Linked DNA regions of Mus musculus: all the other regions are linked to region 3. Evidence: chromatin contacts called from public Hi-C and HiCAR-type data. All regions are on one chromosome and are shown on one strand. The core of a region is the stretch at or near the end of the contact, and the rest is flanking DNA. Distances in the headings are between cores, read along the strand shown.

Region 1 (4,283 bases), core at 170-2,669, 370 kb before region 3:
CCTCCAAAACTCCTGTGACCACACCTCCTCAGTATCATAAATTGTTCCTTCCAGAACAATTTTCCCCCAAAGCATAAGAGACAGATATTTCCGATAAAAGAATATGTTCCTAGACAGAATACACGCCTTTGTTTGTGGCTGAATTGTCTTGTTATTCTTTCCAGACTGCACTTTAAGAAGTAGCCTCATTCCTCTACTCCTGCTTGTGAAAACACAAGTATTATAATTACACTGAAGTGTAATTATCCATTGGCTACTCCCTGAGTCTTCTGTGGCACACATGCCATCTATACGCAACTTTTCTACATGCTTCAAATTTTAGTGAATATGTGCATTCACACAAAGACACACACACAGACACACAGGCATATATCTGAAGGAATGGCAATAGAAGGCGAATCAGAGGCTAAATAGTTATCTGGCTCATGGTGAGAATAAAGGTAAACTTTCCAATAGTTATTTCCCAAGCATGTACACAGACATTTGACTTGTCTATATACACTACTTAGAAAATCTAGTTGATGCCAGGCTCATTCCCTTATTTTGGATAGCTCAGTGAAACAGACAGCGCCGCAAGACCTGGAGTCACAGGACCTCTGTGTCTCACTAGTCATTCATTAGGAAATCAGGGTAAATTTCTTCCATGACCCACTTTCTTCATCCACACGACATCAGCACCCGTAAAGTCGCTCTGAGGGCTATTTGTAGCGAGAAATAATATCACACATGCAAATTGCTGATAGCACCACTACTGTGTATAAAAGTCTGTACAAATGCAGTTACTATTGATGTATTAAACACCAGATACCACATTTATATTTTCAGCATTTGCATTCTCTCCTTTATACTCATATTGGGGGAAACAAAACTAATGGACACTGTAGATTTCTTTCCTTTCCTACTTAAGAAAATCTAACTAGACTTGCAAGAGTAGAGCATGCTTCGTCTTTGCCAAGGCAGAGAAAAGGTTAACTTCTGACTTCAAGCAGAGCCAGCTGGAGAGGCAGGCAGGCTGTCTTCTCATGACAAGGGAGGGGAAGAGAAGCTAATTTTAGCCACCATTCCTCAGTCATTGTCCAGTTCCTATGTACTCCTCCATGTTCACCCCCATCCACCCTGGACTGTGTGGGTTAAGACTCTTTCCCCAGGGGACCTTCAATCCCAAGATGCAATGAAATAATTCTGAAGTAACCCTTGAATTAAAGATGCTATATCTTAGCTTCAACATATTCTATGCCCCACCCCAAATACCAGCCTTCCATGCCCTGTAAATTATCCTTTCGCTTTTCTTGAAAACACTCATGAAGCCCTGTGACTCTCCTGCCATCTTTTGCTGAAAGGGACTTTTATAGAACTGTGAAATGTGGCTGGAGAAATGGTGAGAAAGTCCAGACACATGTCAGCTTGGTCTTCTAGCAAACAAGAAAAGCCAAGATTAATGGTGATTGCTAGGATGAACCCATAAGCTTTCAGAGCTTTCTTCCCCCTTGCTGCTGAAAGCAAACTATTAGGGCAAAAGGAATGAAAATTATGCAAGCAAAGATTGTATTTTATGAGCCTAGGTTTTCTGTTGTAGAGATTACAAAAAAAGGAAATACATTTGCAAAATGCAAATATTCTTGCTTACTAATATTTATAATTAAGGCACAGATTCTTACTCTGACAAAAACCCTAGCATAGGGAATAGAAGCAAAAACAGAAACACAATTAATCCTTTTGCTGACAGCAGGTTTCTTCTGTAGGCGATAGCAAACCTACATGTGTGCACAAATAGCAAGATATATTTGTGTGGGCACAGCAATTCACATGCACAGAAAATATGTAGGTAGTGAGGACTCAAGAGCAAAAGGGAAGAGTTATATGTTCAGATCTGAAGACCGCATAGGACTTATTTTGTTCTGGATTGATATGTGATGGAAGAAAGAGATGGCATCGTCTGGATGCAAAATTTTAGTGAGGGTTAACCAAACCAGAGAAAACTCAGCTTGAAAGTTTTCCATAGTGCCTAGTGCTGGTCCAAGGAGTATTTGAATTAAAAACAGTGGTTCTCAAACTGTGGGTCGAGACCCCTTTGGCGGTTGAATGATCATTTTGCCATGGTCACCCATGACTATGGAAAAACATAGATATTTATACTATGATTCATAACAGTAGCAAAGTTACAGTAATGAAGTAACAACAAAGGCAATTTTATGGTTGGGGGGGGGTCACCAGGACAGGAAGGACTGTATTGAAGGGTCATGGCATTAGGAGCCACTGAATACAAGCAATCTCAGAATGACCTGGCTATCTTATATCTTAAAAACCTCCCAGTTCAATCCTTGATGGAACAAGAGAATAAATGTCTTCCCAATGGCTTTCCAGGGACCTGGTGACTTTGAACTGAAAAGTTACTCCTCCTGAGTCATGCTCAGGGGGCGGGGTTGTAGGGGGCGGGAGACAGTGTGTTTCTGGGACTCTGATGTCAGATAGTCTAGTTTGGGGATGAATTTGTCATTGGTGGGGTACTGGTGGGAACACTCACCCTACTTTCCTTTGCTCCCTGGACACAGTCACGACCTCCAAAGGTTCTGAGGCTTATCTTGTCCTATATTAGTATCAGTTCTAGGAATGTGTTATCTCATCACCACCCTGGGATTCGACAGGCCAATCTGCTGAGGCCAGCAGCACTTGAATAGTATTACGTCATTTCTGTCTTTCCTAAATTTCAACTTACAGCTGATATCTGTGTCTTTCATCGATAAGTTCCAGATTGTATACACTCTAGGAGTGAATTTTAGTACAACAATAAGTATGGGCAAGGAAACATTCCTGAAAAAAAGTTATGCAAGTCCATTCTGGTTAAATGATAAAGCTATCAGGAACTTGTAATGAAAAGACTACCTCCAGTGAAACATTTTATCACAGGGGAAAAGGTCATGTAATTGTTTCACACAAATACACAGAGCATCCTTTTTATCCTAGTTCCTTATCAAACCAGGCTGAGAAGAACTGGGAGTGCCTAGCATGCTCTTCATGGTCAACTCTGATAGTTGTGTGCCCCTCCTCCAGCTTCTACGTCTTTACAGGTAAGATACTGTGCTTCACTGATTTCTTTTCAAGAATGGCTAGGTGCTACCCCAAAGTCCATCATGACAGAGCACCGCTTCTCCCAGCGCCTCCTGTACTCAGGCTGTCTGCTCTGCTGCCTTTTGTTCCTTGGGCCCCAGGAACCCCCATACAGTGCTTCACTGCTGAGTTCATTAAGGCAGCATTAAATAGCATGTTGACCTGGCTTCCACCTTTTCCCCACCCAATAGCTTTGTATTGGTCTTTGTTTTAGACAGACTGTGTGGTGAAAGGAAGCCATGCACAGTCTGATCCTCTTTCAGCATGCTCAAAAGCATCGGGAGTGGGCAGATTACTACATAATTGATGTGATTAATTTGTCTCAATGAGTGAAATGACAATCGTGTTTCCAACAGCTCAGTGATCTGAACATCGAGGTCTGCTTTCATTCCCTGGGTAGGCGTGGCCTTTCCAACACTAGTTCTAAGTCCTTTCTTCTGCACATACTGCAGCACTGTGTTTTTCATGTGTGACTTTGCAATAAAAGAACTAAGTATTCTTATGATTTTACAATTTAAACCAGGTCCAGTAAGACAAAATAAAGTCAAAAGTCTTTACCGGCATCTACTACTAGTCATGTAGAGAAGCTGGGAATGATCAGAATAGGATCCCTACCTCTCTGCCCAAAAGAACTGAGGTCTATTCAACAACCTTTTCATTTAAACTTGTCATGATTTTTGAGATAGGAAGGATGCAGCTTCCATCTGGGTTGGAGAAAAGTTATGATAGATGGTTTTGAGCGATGTGAATATGGGATTTTTGTTTCAGTGTTTCAAGTTGTTTTCAGTCACACAAGAGGCATGATTTATGACCCAAGAGAGCAATGGGACATATGGACTGGAGCAATCATCTGGGGCTTCCCTTCCAGTACTGGAAGAGCCAGGTCCTAAAGGAATGGGAAGTGTCAACCTGCACTCTCAATACTTCCACAAAAGCCACAGGTTCCTGCTTTGTGACAGGGACAGTCAACCACTACACAGAGCTTGCTGATTCCATGCCATCCAGCTGGATGAGGACTATTATTGTTTCCATGTTTGTATATAATAACTTTCGGGCTCACAAAAGAAACCACGGTAGAACCAGAATCCAAAGCTAGTTTGCAAGCACCCAGTAGTCAAATCCTAGGTGTCTAGAACTTTGAGAGCCATGAAAGGGTAATAGTATACACTCTGGAA
Region 2 (4,426 bases), core at 213-2,712, 300 kb before region 3:
GTCCCACCGCCTCCCTCTGTTCTCTCTCTCCCGGCAGGTTTTATTTATGAGACTTTCAAAATAACACAAGAGCTTCAAGAAAATCTAATAAAAATTGTGGATATGTATAACCTTGACCTCCAGCCACGGATTATTAGCAACTTGCTGTATGTATTTATTTTCCTTTTATGTGTGAATGGATGTATATGCATGATCTCTGCCATGATTTTGGTTTGGTTGCTAAGCTTTCTGGGAATAAATTAGACATTCTGAACCTTTCTTTGTTTTTTTTTGGGTTTTTTTGTATGCTTATGCTGAGAACATTAACATTGTCTATATAATAAATGAATCATCATTACATATATAGACATGGATGCTGTAGTACTTACTGGTTATTACATAGGACATGTTCACATTACCTCATAGTACCTTTTGTTGGCTTTGTACTTGGACATTGCTTTCTATGAAAGATCTCGGCCAACTATTTTATTAAAGGTATCCATTGCTTTCGCATTTGTGTTGACTTTCATGTTGATTTGTGTTGACTCCTGTCTCATAGGCCATTGGCTGTGGTATAGGCTTAAGAGCCTATTCTGCCCTCACACATACACTGAAGATGCTGCGCATCCTATAGTGTGACACACAGCTGATTGCCTTGCAGTGCCTTCATTCATCCAGACTCATGCCCTTTCCTTCCCCGTGTCTTAGTGCCCTCGTGCTCACAGGTAAAGTTGCCCAGATCCTTTTTTCTGAATTGATTGGTCATTTTCCTGGCCGCTAGTGTGCTCGACCACTGGAAGCCTGCCTTTCCTCCATGCCTCTGCCTGGTGACCTCAGTGTGTCCTAGCTGAGATTACAGCAAAGATACACATTCTCCTCCTAGGGAAAACCTTTCCTGCTCCAGGCCTGCCCCAGCTCACAGCAAGGGAATGCCCAGTCCTCTCCTCAAGTGGAACACAAAAGCAATCAAACTGAAGCAGCTGGAGAAGTTGAGGCTGTGTCTGAGCATGCCTCAGGTAGCCTTTCTCCTTTATTTCATACTGGGAGACTTGTCTGAGGAGACAGTTATATAGACATCATCTCTCTGGTCATGGTGACAGTAGGGGCTAGCTTAGTTTAGAGGCTATGTTAAGACAAGTATTTGGTCTATTTGGTGGTGCATCAAGGCAACATGATATTCTCTAATTAGCTTTATCAAAAATAAAGCTCCGATTTGAATGCTCACCTGTCTGATGTCTGCAGTTGCCTGTTGCTTGCTGTCTTGGAGTGGGGTGGGGGTGGGAGGAAAATGTTTTGTCTTTCTAGGCTGTGGCTCCCTGAATTTTCTAACAGTCTTAAACAAAATAGAGAAATTCAGGTTTTCTTCTTCCCTTACAAGGGGTGGAATGAGTTCTTTTCTGGCTCTGAAATTCTCCACTGGAGAGGGGACAGAGAGAAGGAGTTGGTTGCCTAGGCTGTGGGACAACTCAGGGCTTCTTAGGCAGGGTGGGGGAGGCAAGGTCAGAGGCAGCCAGCCAGGTTCTGCTGTGTCCTGACCAGTAAGCCTGCCTGGAGACTCCATGAAGAATTCAGAAATTGGGAAGGACCACAGCTCTTGAATTCGGGTGCAAAGAAAGTGGCAAAACCCCTCTTTGAAACTCTTTACAGAAAGGGGAAACCTTGGCCCTTTTTCTGCTGAGCCACCAACTGGCAGTATCTCTGATCTCCCAGTGAGCTATTGCTGGGCTGCCACTGAAGGAGAGAGGGCAGGCGTCTACTCAAACTGCCAAGGGCTCCTGCATTTGCCATGGAAACTGAGCCCCACAGGGTCTTGGGAGGTGCTCACATGCCTTTACCAACAGGCACCCGAGATCTGTTTCCTACAACAAAGTCTCTTCCTCAGTCACAGAAAATCGGCCTGGGGTTAGGAGACAATGAGTGGCGGGCTAGAGTTCAAGCTACAGTATATACACGAGGTTGGGATTGTCCACCCTTTTGCTCACATCATAAGGATTTTAAGTGAGCTCAAGTGATGTTTGGCTCCTTTCTGAATGAGGGGAAAACAGAGAAAAGAAGTTTGATCTCAGAGGAAACATGAGGCTTGGATCTCTGGTGTGATGTAATGTGATATATGCACAGGTTGTGTGTGTGTGTGTGTGTTTATGTAATCTTGTATGCAGACAGAAGCAGAGATATTGATGCTGTCTCCTAAGGCAAGCAGTAGTGTTCAAGCCATCTCTCCAGGTCCACAGTCTGAGAACTGCAGCTTTACCTCCACACACAGTGTGAACAAGATGGCTTGCTCTGCTCCTTCCCCACCACTGGAACTGCCAGCAGCCTCGGTGTCTGGGCAGGATTGAATGTATGGCTTGGCCTCTTGTTCCATCTTGAGAGCTGCAACCGTGGAATTTATCACAGTACATGGCACAACTTAAGTGCTTAATAAGAAGGTCAGACATATATGTCCTTCGATCTGAGCGTGAAGCACTAGGGGGTAGAGGTTAACAGCCTGAGGGTAAGACACAGTTCTGTCACTTATTAATTTGATGCCTGGTTAGGTTACTGGACCTCTCTAAGTCTCTTTCTCCTTGATGATAAAGCTGAGATAACAACGAGGGCCATCTTGTGCTGGTGTTGGAGAAGAACACCCTATGACCAAATCATAAAGACTCAGTTCAGGCGAGCACTGAAGTTAGTGCTTTATCAACAGACCTTTACCCTAAGAAAAGTCATTACTGGCCTTTTAAATCACCTGAGAAATTTAACAGGGGCAGAACAGACTCTCAGTGGATCAGCAGTTGACATCATTTTAGATGAGTATGCATGGTAATGCCAAGAACAGGGGTGGCTTTCAAAGTCTTCAGAGGAGACTTCTGAAGCTCTGACAGTTTGGGAAGCTTTTCAACAATCATTTCTCATTTCACACAGTGTCTGCATTAGTTCAGAGTTAAACATTTCCTGTGCTCAATATATAAAAATCTCAGTGCTAGAAAGAACATAATTTGATGCATGAACATTTGACAGATATCCTTGTAAAGCCTTCTACTACTAACAAAACCTTAACAGTATCTTCTTACTCTACCCACTAAATGTTCTGCATTAGACAGATGGGTCAAACCTTTGCTTTTCTCTATGATCCTGAGAAGAGCAGGGCAATGTGTTGGAGAAACCAAACACTGAGATTCAGGAGACCTGGGCTCTAGTTGTGGCTTCTTTAGCAACTAACCCCTGACTGTGGGCACATTGCCCCATCTCTCTAGGTCCACCATTGCTCCTCTATGCTGCCAGTTCTATAAAAGTTGTAAAGTGTGGAAAGAGTAAGAGAATTCTTAGGGTACTCACGCATTTTTAGCAGCATGGCTCATGACAAAGGCACAAGTTGTAGGGAGTGTAGTTTGGGTGTCTCATATGGAGGTTCCTTTCATGAGACAGCTGCTCTGCAGAAGGCCTGACTTTCCAACAGTATTCTGTCCACACATTTAAAAGATAGAGAGGAGATGTTTCTAATGTAAACATTTAGACTTTAGAAGGTATGACTTCCCATATCTGGGCCCATGTCACCAGTTTCTAACATCTAGCACTTGGTCTGAATACATGATAGAACTTCCAGGATCTGCATTCTTAGACTGATGGTTGGTACTCTGACTTTGGCATATGGTGTCATAGGGATAGTAAGACAATCTTGTATTCATCCTCATCCATAAGCTACTTGCTAACATTCATTAGGCATTTAGTAGTGGGTAGGAGTTTTACAGGGCACACTTATCTTCATGGAAATTCTGTATTGATTACAATCCCCATACTAAAGACCCAGGGACTGCAACTTGGTCATTTATGGTGCTCTAGCACAGGGCAGCTGGCTACCGTAAAGCCCTTCCTCCTTCCCTGAGCTCACCCAGGTGACTTTGGAGTCTCTCCAGGAGCAGCAGATGTCCAGGGATCTGCTGGAGCCTAAATCACTTTCTTTCTCTACCTGGTAAAGTGCAGCTTAGACTTGGAATTAAAAGTCAGCATGATGAATAGTGACCAAGGTGCGGGTTTACTTCAAGGAAAATCAACACAGAAAAAACCATTTCTCTCATAATAGATGTAATAGCAGAGAACATTAGAATTCCATCTTTGTTCATAATGAAAGCTACTCTTCCCCAAGATGTCCAAAATGTAATTTGAGATTTTAAAACTCTGGCTGATGCAGACTTTTGTATTATATTACTCAAAATATATAGATACTACTCAAAGCAGGAAACCGTACTTGACATCTCTTGTCTATCAAAACACAAACCAATGTAATTACTGATATTTTACATCAAATGTCATGGCAAAAACACAAAGCGCTCTAGGCTTTAAACAAAGATGAAACTGGGTGGTCGAAGGAGACCAAAGTGTCATAATCTTTCCCAGTCTCATTGGTCCGTCCAAGGAAATCACGGTGAGATTGACTTCCACCTGAGACAAATAGTTCTCACTC
Region 3 (4,218 bases), core at 540-3,039:
TCACCCCTATCCTTTATCCTTTTTCAAGGATAGGGACCTCCTGTCTTTGTGACACCAAGCTTGCTTTTTTCCTGGCACAATGACTTATGGATCCTGGAAAAATATGGCTTTCCAGTTCTCTGTCTCATCTTGTTCACTCTACCAACTGGAAAGGATTACCACCCTCCTGTCTACCCTCAAGTCTTGTTTCTTCGGTTTCTTCTCAGGTTAAATAGACTTAGAAATTTCTTTTCTTTCCATCAAGAGATCAAATATTTTCTGATAAAATGATATTTACAGCTATATAAAAAACTGGTAGGCTGGTGAAGTCCTTCCAGGAATGCATGCACCATCAAAGAAGACTTTGGGCTTGTTGCGAATTAGCCTTCCCTTGCTGATTTTGTTGGAGTCACTAAACCGGAGGCTATGACCAACCAGTCTTGGACTTATTTCAGTCAACTAATCACCTCCTCCCCAAGTTCACATTCTGCCCTAAGATGTCACAAAATGACAAGACACAATTATAATACTTAAATTAAAAATTCACAAAAAGACAGATAGATTAACATCCCAGTCAATGGCTACAACCTAACTTGAAAAGAGAAGTGGAGAGGCCCATCCCTGCCATTCTCCTAATGGTTCACTACACTATCAGCTTTCAGAGACCAAATTCACTGTCGGCTAATGGTGAGTCAGTAAAGCTAGGTTTTTTCCACATCTAGAATCTAAGGTTCTGTATAGAACACAAGCTTATATGCTCTTACAAGCTGCCTTGAGAGAATGTTTTATGGCAGGGGATCAAATCTCACAGGGGTAGAGAACAATGGTTCTCAGAAGTTATCTAGAAGATTCCGTTGAAGATGCTACTAACCATGGCCCAAAGCCAACCACAGGTGACTTATAAGTCTAAACCACTGCAAATCAAAGCGCGAATTTGGCCACACTGACAGAGAAAAGCTTTCTAAACTCGTAAGTGACTTTTTTTTCCCCCTCAACAGTGCTAAGATCTACTATATCCTATTCATGTGTCGTTTTCCAGCATTTAGTATCTGGCACTTTTCCCAGTTACTAAAAATTCTCATGAAAAGAAGCAGCCACACAAATGCAAGCTGACAAGCCTAAGATCCTTTGTTGGTTTTCTTCCATAATTGATATTACATGTATATTTAGAATACACGGACACTGCAGCCCTGTGCCAGCCGCTCATTCTAACGTCTTTCACATTCTCTTGAATTGTGTGCAACTTCAGCAGTTTCTAATCATCTTACTTTTAAATACCTCTGCTTACAATATGAAAAGGCTTACAGCTTCATTTAAATTAAGACATTCCACATAGCTCTGCCTGCATTCTTTCAAAATACTCAGTCAATTAACATAAGCTACCTTCTAGAGAGGATTTGCTTTAAGTCAGGTGGAAAGAAATATTATTTCAGAACCAAAGAAGAACAAAGCCATGAAATAGATAGAAGATCAAATAATGGAATAAATTGTAAGCTTGTTTAAGTTCCTCATATTTTAAGAGAAAGTATATATATGCTTTTAAAGTGTTCTCCTATAGATTGCTTCTGGGCAGATACAGTCTGCCAGGACAGCTCTAAAGGGGACAAAATATCCAAAATATGGCAGCTTTTTTCAATCAAATGACAGCCCAAAAAGTCTCTGCAGATTCCAAAATACTGCAGGCTCAATCACCCTAGGGTGCAGTGAGCTGAAGCGCAGTTCATCATTCCCAGGGAATTAAATGTGCTGAGAAACAGTCCTGAGTCTGGCAATGTTAAAAATGGTTGAAACCAGAGCATGTCTAACAGCGGGGCCAGGCTGCCACCTGGAGGGCGGCAGGAAACACAGCTCCACGAACGCCAGTCTGTTCCCAACAGTCAAAGAGACCCTTCGGGCTGAGCTAAGCCCCCCATTCTGTTTTACTACTTGACAAAAAAGCTGAGCCTTTCTGTCCCATGGCTCATTGATTAGTGGACCACGTGGAGGCAGCGGCACTAGGTGAAGCCAAGTGTGCCACAGTCTTTCCTTCTTTCCAGACTCAAGGCTGGGGAGGCTCACCCTTGAGCACATCTTTTGTCTCATCCACCCACTTTATTGGTCATTGTTGTGGGTCTTATGTGTCATTTTAGAAACAGAAATATCAGGTCACTTTTCAAAATGTCTAGACTCTTCACGAAGCACTACATACAAGGAAAGAGAAAGCCACACCTTCAAGGTGTGTTGTTCACACAAAGTGAGCACTGGGTATTGTGTGGAGCTCCAATTCAGTCAGGATCACACAGAGAAAAAGACAGAAAGAACACCTGCTGTAGGGGGACAATTCTTTAGTGGCTGTTGAAATCCGATGGGTCAAATCCCTAATCCCCATAAAAGTATGATGTACACATGGGTGCTGTGTACAATATTTTTCCAATGTCCATTTTTTTCTTACATAGGAAAATACAGTAACTACCCCATCTTATCACATTGTGGAGGAGACTGAAATTATACTAATCAACAAGTAAAGATGGTATATAACTCTTAATACAAGCTTTTTGAAAATTAGACTTATCCAGATAGGAAAAAGAGGCAGGACACAGAATACCAACTGCCCAACTGCCAAGTCAGGCAAGAGAGAAAACACTGAGTCAGGAGATGCTCCAGGGCAAGCTGTCACCCTGGGCTGTCACCCTGGGCTATCACTGTGGGCTTCACTTCTTTCAGAAGTCTACACCCACCTATTTCCCTTCCTCTGCTTCTTGCTCTTTCTTTTCACAATGTTTGATCATTACTCAAAAGAAAGTATAGTACTTACTTCCAAAATAGTAAAGACATTTGTTTTGGTTTGGGTTTTTAGTTTCAACTAATTCACAACCTAAAAATAATTGTTTGGGGAAATAGGATTCTGGAAATAATTCTACTGTCCTATTGCATTTCCTCCGGGTAACCCAGCAGAGAGAACATTGGGCCTCTGAGAAGATGCAGGTGAGTACCAATTGGTCCCTACTGGATGTGCTGTTAGTCAGAGAGCTGTAGTGACACCTCCTGGCAAGACCAAAAGAGCACTGCCTTCCATAAAACTGTATTGTCACAACTTTATGATCAGAAACAATGAAGAAAATATATTTTCCCACATGTACTGTTCCTTGAAAGAAAAAAAGTCCATCTGTAGAGAGACACAGTCACAATACTCATATCCATGTTTGAATGGCTTCCATTTAAAAAAAAAACAGCTGAGTCCAAGGAAGAATATAGCTATGTTTTTATTTTATGATACCCAATAACTAAAGCTGGTTTTATCTACTCATCTGGGTATTGTGTACACAAAGTAACATTATCTAATGTGAAGCAGTAAAATTCTATAGAACTTATTTTAAAATTATACTTGTGTAGTATTTCTATCTGGGCTCTTTGTTGGTCTGATATTTCTCTTGAATGCCTGGACAGTTACCCCCAGCTACCTCCTGGAAGCATTTTCAATCTAGAATATTCTTTTTCACTGGACATCTTCCACCAAATTCTCTACCTCTTTCAAAATGCACTACCTGTATTTTGAGAAGCACTTTAATGACATACATACCAAAACTAAAATAAAAATAAATATTATTATCAAATTTCTCTCTCTTCTCAGAGCTTGAAAATGTTAATAAAGCTCTAAAAATATACTAGGCATCTTTCCTCCTTCTGTCTCACTTACTCACCCAGCCATATATACTTAGTTATTAACATATGCTTAGGCTCTATGTTAGCTATTAGGAACACACACACACACACACACACACACACCACTACTACCACCACCACCACCTAAAATACCACATGGTAGACATTGACTTTGTATGACAGGTTTTGAATTTTAGTCATCTGATACAAAGAAGCATCAACTGAGACACAAGTCTGAAGTGGTGATGGAGTTTATGAAAGAAATGAATGATAAAAGAATGGCAGAAGTCTGTGGAGAGCAAAGTCAAGGAGGGACTTACAGAAAAGCAGTAGCCAGGGGTCTGTGGCAGCACAGGATTTAATTTTTGTGGAAATCACAAGGGAATCATGAGTGGCAAGATAAAGTTGATGAATATGGTCATACAGATGCCCTCCCCTCAAAATGCAAGAAGACACTTCCAAATGGGTTTGAAGGGACAGGTCTTGACAAATAGCTATGGAATAATAGTCCTTGCATTATTTCAGATCATCACTTGTTTTTTTGAACAACTTCAGAAGATATCTATCGACATCTTCAATTTTACAGATGGAAACATG

Evidence for each region. A called contact is a pair of places that touch in the nucleus more often than the background predicts. HiCAR-type assays count read pairs that join an accessible place to other places.
Region 1: a contact with region 3 is called in a Hi-C map of the N1E-115 cell line, with 2.2 times the contacts expected there. The contact joins two enhancer-like sites. A contact is called at or near these places in 5 of 39 promoter capture datasets (the 3T3-L1 cell line, hippocampal neurons, liver and 1 more), 5 of 484 Hi-C or Micro-C datasets (the N1E-115 cell line, adipose-derived mesenchymal stem cells, cardiomyocytes and 2 more) and 3 of 115 datasets of contacts at active chromatin or transcription factors (astrocytes, embryonic basal ganglia and heart atrium).
Region 2: a HiCAR-type map of astrocytes shows a contact between it and region 3, with 6 times the contacts expected there. The contact joins two enhancer-like sites. A contact is called at or near these places in 8 of 39 promoter capture datasets (the 3T3-L1 cell line, 3T3-L1-derived adipocytes, embryonic stem cells and 4 more) and 3 of 115 datasets of contacts at active chromatin or transcription factors (astrocytes and embryonic stem cells).

What each region holds. Positions count from the first base shown.
Region 1 is chr2:124,464,422-124,468,704 of GRCm38.p6, reverse strand. It overlaps a transcript of Sema6d not described here. Among named protein-coding and RNA genes, the nearest start is that of Sema6d, 190 kb to the left of the region's middle. Within about 2 kb of position 1,419, at least 15 of the 459 cell types and tissues checked have an H3K27ac peak or open chromatin away from gene starts, as enhancers often do. A contact at or near this core is called in the N1E-115 cell line, where this site is marked.
Region 2 is chr2:124,399,242-124,403,667 of GRCm38.p6, reverse strand. It overlaps a transcript of Sema6d not described here. Among named protein-coding and RNA genes, the nearest start is that of 4930583P06Rik, 180 kb to the right of the region's middle. Within about 2 kb of position 1,462, at least 6 of the 459 cell types and tissues checked have an H3K27ac peak or open chromatin away from gene starts, as enhancers often do. A contact at or near this core is called in astrocytes, where this site is marked.
Region 3 is chr2:124,098,677-124,102,894 of GRCm38.p6, reverse strand. It overlaps a transcript of Sema6d not described here. Among named protein-coding and RNA genes, the nearest start is that of 4930517E11Rik, 29 kb to the left of the region's middle. Within about 2 kb of position 1,789, at least 22 of the 459 cell types and tissues checked have an H3K27ac peak or open chromatin away from gene starts, as enhancers often do. A contact at or near this core is called in the N1E-115 cell line and astrocytes, where this site is marked.